2 separate regions of the Mus musculus genome follow, and region 2 is linked to region 1. The links are chromatin contacts, called in public Hi-C maps. All regions are on one chromosome and are shown on one strand. Each heading gives the region's core, a stretch centred on a gene start, on an enhancer-like site or on the middle of the called end of the contact. The rest is flanking DNA. Distances are from core to core; before and after follow the strand shown. Region 1 overlaps Arsb (arylsulfatase B). Region 2 holds the start of Arsb (arylsulfatase B).

Evidence for each region. A called contact is a pair of places that touch in the nucleus more often than the background predicts.
Region 2: a Hi-C map of natural killer cells shows a contact between it and region 1, with 4 times the contacts expected there. The contact joins the promoter of Arsb here to the enhancer-like site in region 1. A contact is called at or near these places in 1 of 39 promoter capture datasets (liver), 7 of 484 Hi-C or Micro-C datasets (CD4 T cells, CD8 T cells, effector CD8 T cells and 3 more), 4 of 115 datasets of contacts at active chromatin or transcription factors (CD8 T cells, bone marrow-derived macrophages, effector CD8 T cells and 1 more) and 2 of 9 other capture datasets (adipose tissue and liver).

Annotation. Positions count from the first base shown.
Region 1 is chr13:93,896,827-93,901,858 of GRCm38.p6, reverse strand. The region is part of intron 6 of Arsb (arylsulfatase B); the gene reads right to left. Among named protein-coding and RNA genes, the nearest start is that of Mir5624, 110 kb to the right of the region's middle. Within about 2 kb of position 3,133, at least 85 of the 459 cell types and tissues checked have an H3K27ac peak or open chromatin away from gene starts, as enhancers often do. A contact at or near this core is called in CD8 T cells, adipose tissue, bone marrow-derived macrophages and 4 more, where this site is marked.
Region 2 is chr13:93,769,151-93,774,182 of GRCm38.p6, reverse strand. Arsb (arylsulfatase B) reads right to left here and starts at 2,504. Exons shown (of 8, transcript NM_009712.3): 1 at 2,091-2,504. The coding sequence starts at 2,405.

The sequences.
Region 1 (5,032 bases), core at 1,884-4,383:
GACCATGGGATGGGTAGTGGGCTTCATTGTAAGATGAATTCCTGGAAATATGCTACATAGACATATGACATGAGTGCAGGGACCCTCTGGAACATCTAAAACTACATCCTACCTGCCTTCCAGACTCTTGTTCAGTCAACTAGAATTCTACCTAGAGGGATGAAATATAATTATCTGGCTCTGTGTGTGTGTGTGTGTGTGGTTATGTGTGTGTGGTTATGTGTGTGTGGTGGTGGTATTCAGAGGTCAAGTCTCCCTAATATGTGAAGGGCTCTAGGTTTTGCCTCTAACACAGAAAAAAAAAAGTGTGTGTGTGAGGTCATTAATTGAGCAAACGTGAATGAGGAAAGAAAGCTTGTGACTGGTGTATTTATTCACCCACCTACTTCATGCACCCGTTTCCTGTCTGTATCCACGCCTCCCTCCCATCTGCTTCCTCATCCAAGGAAGCCTTGGTCCTCTCCAGTAACGGCCTCTGTGCTGAGCTACAAGCTTTCTGGCCCCAGGACCCCATGGGCATTAGAGGGATAAACGTAGACAGGTCTAGACAGAGAACTTGAAGAGCTTTGCAGTTAGACCTGACGTGATCAAGGTCCGTGTCTATACACACACTAGAAATGAATCAATACATCTTTGCTAGACAGCACGGGCTGCTTGGCCTCAGCAGTGGAGACTGAGCTAGATGCCTTCCTAAGATCTGAGGTGGCTCTCCCATGTGTGTGACGGGAACTCAGATGGTTGGCTCCCATTTCTACCCAGGCTAGCCAACCGTGTGACGAAGCTTTGCAGAATGACTCTCGAGAACCTAGATGTGTTCCTGTTTCATTTCTCCTGTCAGAAATCCTACTTTCCTGTTGTTTAAACTGAAGACAATCTACCACATAAAGTGCCTCTTGTTTTTAGGTGGGAAGTGGCTTTCAGGCGTGCTGCTGGGTCCCTGCTTTATAACTAAGCCCCCTCCTCCCCCAGCTACTCTGCTCAAGCCTTTTTTTTAGTGGTAACTTCATTCTGCTTTGCATTCTATGTAACTGTTTATACATGCCCCCATCCTGGTGGGCTCCGGCTTCTTGGGGATGACATCCCATTTATCTTTCTATCTCCCGCAACCCTGCACAGTGAACACTAAGTGCAAGCTGAAGGGGTTTATTGGATTGGATTTGCAGCTGAGATTTCCTTTGCTGTTGGATTTTTGGTAGATGCTTAAGGTTCCTTGATCCAGGGAGATGAGGGCCAGCCAGCACCTTTATCTCAGTCTACTCCTGGAGTCCCCTTGAAGGAGTGAGAGGCCACAGGAGCCCAAGGCACCACCATCCAAAGGAGGCTGAAAGTCAGGGCAGGGGAAGGACCTGTAGCTGTAGAAGGACCACCTGTCCCTCCCCTCAGCTGCTCACAAGCTGGACTGCTCTCAAAGGAAGCTCTCAGCCTTGGCAGAGGCCAAGTGTGTTCTCAGTAGAGAGAGTGTGTGTGTGACACAATACAGGGGCTGTAAGTGGAGAGAAAGGAGCTTTCTTGTTGATTTACTGTTTGAAACGTGTGTTTCAGGAGAAATAGTCACCAAGATAAAATGTGTAATAAATTCTGAACCATGAAGAAAAAGCATCCCTTGCTGGCCTCTACAATCTGTAATACTATATCTCAGTCAGTCAGTCAGTCAGTCAGTCAGTCAGTCAGTCAGTCAGTTTGCAATCCTGGCACAATCCCTGATGCTAGACCAGATAGTCTGCAGAGCAGGACCCATCCATAGTTAATCTCCATAGTAACAGAGTCTAGCATGATTCTGGGAATCAGCCTGGTACCACAGAGGAGGGAGGGACAGTCAGGGGCAAGGCCAAGTGGGGGATGAGTGCTGAAGGAAACCCTGGTGACTAGCTTTGGGAAATGTACAAGGTGGCTTCTGAGATGGAGCCAGGACATTCAGAGATCTTGGTAGCCTGTAGGGGTTGCTGTGGTTAAAAGGAATGGCCTCCTGAAACTTGACCCCCAAGGTACTGAGAGGTAGGGTCACAAGGTGGAATGATTTAGTTCCTCCACCATGAATAGGATGGACAGGCTTAGTTAGTGCCCTCACAAAAAGACCTGAGGAAGAGAGATACTTCCCTTTTTCACCTTTGCCCTTCTGACCCCATTTGCCTTAAGACATCACAGCCAAGGGAAACCATTTTTGACTTGGAGATTAAGCCCATTATAGACACTACATCTGCAGATACCTTGACCTTGGGCTTCTTGGCCTCCACAACTGTGAACAATAAATGTCTGATATTTATGAGGTGTTTGACCCGTGGTATTTTGTTATAGCAGCAGGAATGGATTAAGACAGGTATGCAGGAAGAGGGCTAGCTGTGGTGAAAAGGAATAGGCCCACATGCTTAAGGATTCAGCCAAATGATCCTGTGCATGACTGGCTGAATGGACCACTGGCTCTGCTGCAGGTCAGAGGAGGAAGATCCTAACAGCGGCGGTCTTGGCATCCTTGACACTTCATGTAGATGATGCTCTGTTAGGGAGCTGATGTATACATTGTGATTGTCAGTATCCTTGGTCTCTACCCATTTGTAACTACCAAAAAGCTTTCTAGAAGTCACCAAGTCTCCCCCAGAGGCAAAGCAGCCCCCATAGAAAGTCACTAATCTCTACTTACTGAACTAAGGCATATGGCAAACAAAAACAAAGCAAAACATTTCATATGAAACCAAGTATATGGGGGAAAAGCAGCACACATGTATACAATTCCACATGCCTATATTGTTTAAATGAGTAACTGAAGGATTCTGAAAGGGCAAATTAAACCCGTTAGCACTGGCACCCAGCTGGGGTCATGGGGAACTCGGGCTTTGTCCATACTGCTTGGTTCAAAAGAAAAAAAGGAAGGAAGGAAGGAAGGAAGGAAGGAAGGAAGGAAGAAAAAAGGAAGGAAGAAATGTCCTCAAGGTTAAAATTAGTTAATCAGTGGAAACTGAAGATATGGGGAAAGCATGTGTTCAGAGGTACAAATGATGCAGAATTAAAAGCAGGAACTTTTAGGGTGTAGGAAAACAGCACTGCTAAATTAAGTCAAGTTCTGCGTGTGCACTGTGAGAAGGGGCTGAGTCACTTTCAAAATGCCCGTACTCACAAGTTCACAGTTCCAGCCACAGTTAAACACTGGAGTTTTTCTGACGCATGTTTCTTTCATTTTGCAGCGCTGTGGTATGTGTACAGCTTTCTGTGAGGACAGCGCTGATGCCACTGTGGGAACTGTCACTCTGCAGAGGTGGCAGGACCTGAGAGTGAGCGCTTGACTTTGAGTGTATGCGGTCTGCCCTAGCCGGGTACACTGTAGGAACGGATCTGTTTTTCATTAATTTGTTTGTCATTTTCCTCCACGATCTGGGGAACATTTATTTTCCCTGAAGCAAAAGGATCTGAAATGTCAGAGGTTTTTCTTGGTTCTGCTAGGGGAATGGGTTGTTGAGCAGAAGAAATTTGTCTTGTGGAAGGAGGCATTTTGTGACCTTTTGCCATCGTGCAGCGATAATGAGTTTTCTGACAAACCTGGAAACCTTGGGTTTCTTTGTTAAAATGATAAGCTTTGAGGAATAACTTTGACCTAGACCTTTGTAGAATTAATCAAATACAGATTTTGGAAAAATTGATGAGTTTGGTCTTTATCAAGACACTCTAATTTATTACTGTCACTGAGGCAGTTTACAGATCTATACTATGTAGAGAAATCAAACGATTAACTCCAGCCCCAAGGCTCTGAGCAGAGTTCCCACACTTATGGGGGTGGGGGAGGGGAGGAGAGGAGAGGGGAGGGGAGGGGAGGGAAGGGAAGGGAAGGGGAGGGGAGGGGAGGAGAGGGGAGGGGAGGGGAGGGGAGGGGAGAGGAGAGGAGGGGAGGGGAGAGGAGAGGAGTGGTGTCCAACCTGAGCACAGTATTGCTTTGTTTCCTTTCTCCTTTGTTCTTTCTTTCTAATGTTTAATTGTAAATAAAATACATCCAGTGAATTAGGTCAAAAGGATAATGAAAACTGTCTTCACACCTCCCTCACACTCAGAGACCATTATATACTTCTGTATATTCTAATTCCATTTGATTCCTCTATTATTTTTTATAAACTGACGCCAAATAGAAAACACTTTTACTTTTTATTGGACCAGAATGTTTGCCACTAATCTTTAAACACTCTGAGTAAAAAACACAGGAACAATCAATTCTCCCAGTTTCCCTCTGACTGTGGTTAAATGATGAGACCTGCTTCTTATATCCCAGGAAGTTGCCTTTATTTTTTCAGGAGATACAGAGACAGGCTCGCTGGTCCCAGAGACAGGATGAGCTCTTACGATGGAGCTGGGTGAGGATGCTCTTTGTCTTCTGAGATACAATGACAGATCAACAGGCAAAGGTTGCACAGAATGACCTGCCATGCCTTTTATAGAGGCAAAAGCTGGGGGCAGTCTCTTGGGCACACAGAGGCAGCACTTGCTTTTTCTATGCAATCTTTCTGGGAGTCCATAAGAGTTTGTCTGCACCCAACCTCAGCACTTCTATAAGATCAGAGGAGTTTCTGTGAAGAAGTCAGACCCACTGCCAAAGCAGTCCCAGGGAGACTCTGGGAAGAAGCCTACAACCCCCTTACTATCAATTTGGGAACCTCTTCCAGGTAGATACTCAGCTCACTGACATTTCCCAAGAGCCTAAGTTTTCTTTTTGAATGTTGGCACCATAGGACATTAACTTAGGGTTTCTACTGCTGTGATAAAACACCATGAGCAAAAAGCAAGTTGGGGAGGAAAGGATGTGTTTGTTTTATATTTTCCTATTGTTGTTCATCATTGAAGGAAGTCAGGACAGGAACTCAAACAGGGCAGAAACCTGAAGGCAGGAGCTGCTGCAGAGGCCATAGGGCTGTTTACTGGCTTGTTCCTCCTGGCTTATTCAGCCTACTTTCTTATAGAACCCAGGATCACATGCCCAGGGATGGCAATACCCACAATGAAGTGGACCCTTCCCCATCTATCACTAATAAAGAAAATGCCTTACAGGCAGATC
Region 2 (5,032 bases), core at 1,255-3,754, 130 kb after region 1:
AGGATCTTGTGATGTCCGCAACAGATTGTGTTTGAGTCAGCTCCTCTGAGACGCCTCAGATGGCTTTGAAGTACACAACTTCTCTTTTTCCTTTAACTATTAACCACAGCTTTACTTCCAATACTCAGGTATTTTCAAGCATTTGGCAGATGTAGCACATTAGGGGTTAAAGCAATCAATCCTGTAAGTGAGGCATGACATGCAGGAATTGTTTTTCTCTCCATGTCTGTTAGGAGGATGTTGCATAAATAAACAGACCCTCCATTATTTTGCAACGTGAGTCCAGTTCTTGATCTTCAGAGCAAATGCAGAACCACCTCACCCTACTTCTGAGGAGCAGTGGTGTGGAGACTCCCACTGTGTGCTGGGAGATACTCGCTCTGGCCTGGGGACTAGCTGATTAAACACAGCAGCCTGCTGGATTCCCTGGGATGCCCTTATTGCTAGTGGGAGAGCAAACCACGCTTTAGCTCCACAGTAAACTCTGCCTACAGATATTTCTGAGTCCCTCGGAAAAATATTACCTTCTCTCTTCAGTCTTTGAATCACTGCTGGAACCATTTTTAGAACATGAGGTTTGATCCGAGAGGTTCTGTAGACACATATGTAGGAGGGCAGTAAGCTCAAAATGCTTGCTGAATAAACACTTATAACCCATTACACAGTGGAGTGCATCACACTTATATTTACTGCTAACGCGTGTTTCCTTGAGTATCTGCTATCTGACATCTTTGGCTGACTTGTATCGAGAGCCATACTAACACCATGTTGTCTAAATCTCTGTATGAAGAAAGGCCAGAAGACTGTGACTGTGTGTGTAGGATAGAAAGAAAGAAAGAAAGAAAGAAAGAAAGAAAGAAAGAAAGAAAGGAAGGAAGGAAGGAAGGAAGGAAGGAAGGAAGGAAGGAAGGAAGGAAGGAAGGAAGGGGAGAAAGGGAAGAAAGGACAGAGACAGAGAATATCAGTAACCACTAAAAGTTATTAAATTTAATTTGATCATAATCACATCAGGATTTTAAAAACCCACCAAACTTGGATTGAGGGGAGCCTAATTTCATAGGTCTGAGACGAGTAGGTGCAGGAAACTAAGGATTGCAATTTATAGCCGTGTGACTCCCCCGCTGACATCCAATTTAGGCAAGCTATCTCCTCGCCTGTAAAGGGCGTTCAAGATAACTACCTCATAAAGTGGTTTTTAAAAACGTTTCAGTACAATAAAAACACTACAAGATACGTTCTTACTGTTCCCAGTCATTTAACATACACATACTCTGTGGGGGACATACTCTCTAAAGGGGCAGTGAAGAGACTCATGTGGGCTGGATTCACCCTCAAAGGTAGAAGAAATATCAGCACCCTTATTTTCATTGTAGGGGTACGGAGAACCTGGAAATGACTTCCATTGTTAGCCATGCACAGCGGAGGATCTGAGCGTGGGTGCTGGAATTTCCACGTTGTTGACATATGCATAGTTATAGGCAAGGGGGTAACTTAGTAAAGGAAAGATATAGGAGCCTGGGGTGCACCTTATCTCACCTGTGGCCTGACTCCCAGGTACAACAGGGGCTGAGAGAAAGCTTAAGATCTTTCACATACCCCACCCCCACGCTCATTCACTGAAGGCTTTTCGGGTGATGCGTCCCTTGTCAACAATCCCAAGTCTTTTTAGTGTTTCTAAATTAATCTCTGAAACTCCCATCTACATGGCTTCCTATCCTCCTGGCTCAAGTAGGTCACTCCTGATCTATGACACACCGCGTCAGTCACTAGGGTCCGTCCCAGTGCAGCCTCTCACTTTAATGGCCCTCTGGAGCTCCTTGGGCCTCCCTTTTCTTCTCCATCCTTTCTCCTCAGGACCTCGTCTATCCTTCTCTTTGGGGGTTCACAGACACAGCACCTCGAGATCCCAGAAACCCCGCTCTCCTCTGACCTAGAGAAAACGAAAGCCACTCCTGCCTTCGGCCACCAGGAGGAAGTCAGGCATGCGCAGTGGCCCTAGGCAGCAGCCTGGGGAAGCCAGGGTTGTCGAGCGCGGTCCGACTGAGCTGGCGGGCTCGCGGGGTCACGCGGGGCTGGAGGCCGCCTAGTACCTGATAGCGGCCGGTGAGCAGCTGGCTCCGCGAGGGCGTGCACAGCGGCTGCACGTAGTAGTTGTCCAGGACCACGCCGCCGGCCGCCAGCGCATCCAGGTGCGGCGTGCGGATGACCGAGCCGTGAAAACCCAAGTCGTTCCAGCCCAGGTCGTCCGCCAGCACGAAGACCACATGCGGAGGCTGGGTAGCTCCGGAGGCCCGGGCCGGCGACAGCAGCAGCAGCAGCAGCTGCAGCAGCAGCAGCAAGAGTGGCAGCTGCGGCCCGGGACCTCCAGGCCGGCTCCTGCCAGTGCACGGGCTAAGCTTGCCCATCCTTAGCAGCCTGCAGAGCCCGTGCTGCGGGCACCCCCGACAGAATCGGGAACTGAGCGGCCGGGCTCCCCAGCAAGATTTCATCCACCTGGGCGGGCCGCGGGCTGGGGAGGGCCGGCGTCCACGGCCTCCGCCTCCCGCGGGGGCCGGGGGAGGAGCCGCACAGAGCGCGCGGGCGAACTCAGCCGGTCCTTCCAAGGCCCAGAGGCCCGTTCTTTATTTTAGCCATGAACTCGAGAGCCACAAGTTCCAAAGCTGTTTCACAACCTTTATCTGATTAAATCTAGCCGCAAACTTGACAGCTAAGCACTATAGTTAGCGCTCCTTTTATCCCCAGAAGAAACCCTGTAATGGTTTGGACCATTACAGATGAGAGAAGAGAGGTGGTGCAGATGGTGTTTCAGATTCCTTTGTGCAGTGTGTACCCATGAAGCCACTTCCTTCCCATCATCAGTGGGCCAAACACATTCATTCTGTCTGCCCAGAATCTAAAATGAAATGGTGAAGTTTCATTTCAAGACATTCGGGGTATGCCCACCTAAGACTGTCTACTTGCTTACTCAATGTCTAGAGATGAGTGATAACTGTTAGGTGGAGAGAGAAAAAATGTGCGCTGCCTGAAGGACACACCCTCTCTGGCTGAGGCCGAGTCCGTGGGAGTTACTTTACAGCTTTAGAAGCTCTGGATGAATGATACCCTTGAAAAGTAATTATTGCTGATGTACTCAACTGACTTCCATGCGGTTGGCTGATGGGCGTTTGTGGTATTGTTCCTTATAACCAATTTTAATTTCTTATCGGTTTCTCACTAATAAATTAGATGAAATCACATGATGTATTCATTTCTGCATTTGTGATTTGTGTGAGAGTAAAAAAATTCTTTTGTGTGTGTGTGTGGTTTTTTTTTTTTTTTTTTTTTGAGACAGGGTTTCTCTGTGTAGCCCTGGCTGTCCTGGAACTCACTTTGTAAACCAGGCTAGCCTTGAACCCAGAAATCCGCCTGCCTCTGCCTCCCGAGTGCTGGGACTAAAGGTGTGTGCCACCACGCCCGGCCAAAATTTTCCTTTTTAAAAAAAGATTATCCTTGAATATATGTTTCCCTCTTAACATACATAAGAGTTTTCTTTGAAGTAGATAACTACTACTTATCCTTAGTAAAATATAGCCAGAAAGTTTTAAATTTTGGCATTTTTAAACCCAAAAACAATATCTTAGAAGAGTTGTTTGTTCGCTTTTGTGTTGGGGATAGTGTGGTCTCTGCATATTCTTCTACTCCATAATTGTTTTCTATAGTCCTCTCCTTTTTGTTTTTAAGCAGGTGCTTACTATGTACCCCAGGATAGCTCCTCCAGCTCTCTGTCCTCCTGCCTCTTCATCTCCCACTGACAGAACTGGGATTACAGTCCCAGGCCAAGGTCCAGGTTTTCCCTGCCCTTGATAAGCATCAAACAGCCTCCAGTAATACTGCTCCTGGAACTAAGCACCCACCAAAATCCCCGTGCCCTGCATTTCAACTGAGCATGTCAGCTGGGGGTGCCCTGGCAATGTGCAGGTGGGAAAAGTCTGATTTTCATCTGTATACTGAAGACCTATGGCATGCATACTGTGCGTGGTTCTTTTAAAAATCTCTCTACTGGTGTTCCTTTGGTGTTTCCTTTGGATTTCACTCAGGCAACAGCTTCGTACAAGAGTACAGGAAGGTGATGTGGGGTGATGCCTGGTACCTCAGACAGAGAGGAACAGTGTTGGTTTGCTCTTTTGTGGGACCCCTGTGTTACTGGCATCAGGTCTCCACTGCAGAGTTACCATCTCCCCCTTGTAATTACTAAGTAGTACTCAAACTTTTGCTTATTGGCTTTCATTTCTTGTGTGAATAGATTATAATTAGGATGGCTACCAATAGTGACCTTTTAGCGTCCTTTCTATGAGTTTCTGAGTTTCTTATGTATTTAGTTCATTGTGAACTCTTGGATTCTTGCTTTGATCAATATGCCATAATCCTTTAACATAATTGCACCCCCCCCAACACACATACACACACACACACACACACACACACACACACACACACACACACACACACACTTGAACAGGCTGAGTGACACTGCTTTATTAGAACACGGAGGGGCCCTACCTTTTCAAAGGGATGGAGACTGAGTGCATTTACCAGGGCTAGGAGACACACATGTACACACACATGCACACGTACTTGCACACGTACATGCACAGTGCAACCAGGAAGTTATAGCTAATTGGTTTAGTTTGATTGGGAGCAAGTGGGTTGTTCTCAGCATCTGGGCATACCGTTTCTCTCGGTGGCTCTGAAATGGTCGGGTAGAGCTAAGTCACTCTTTATGGCTTGGGGCTTTTGCCCGGTACAGCCTGGCCCAATGTCTCATGACACCAATATATCCCAACCCTAGAAGGGAAAAAAGAAAAAGAGGGAGACATCATGGTTTTAGGGAGGCTGCTTCTGGCTGAACTCAACATTGGCAGGGGCAGGTTGAGGGAGCTTCCAGATGGGATAAGACCTGGTAGTTTTCTGCTGTGAAGAATTCAGTGACCTTCCAGGATGTGAAAGTTGTAAGTCTTTGTTGGAAAGGCTTAGTGAGACGGCTGAAAGGCAG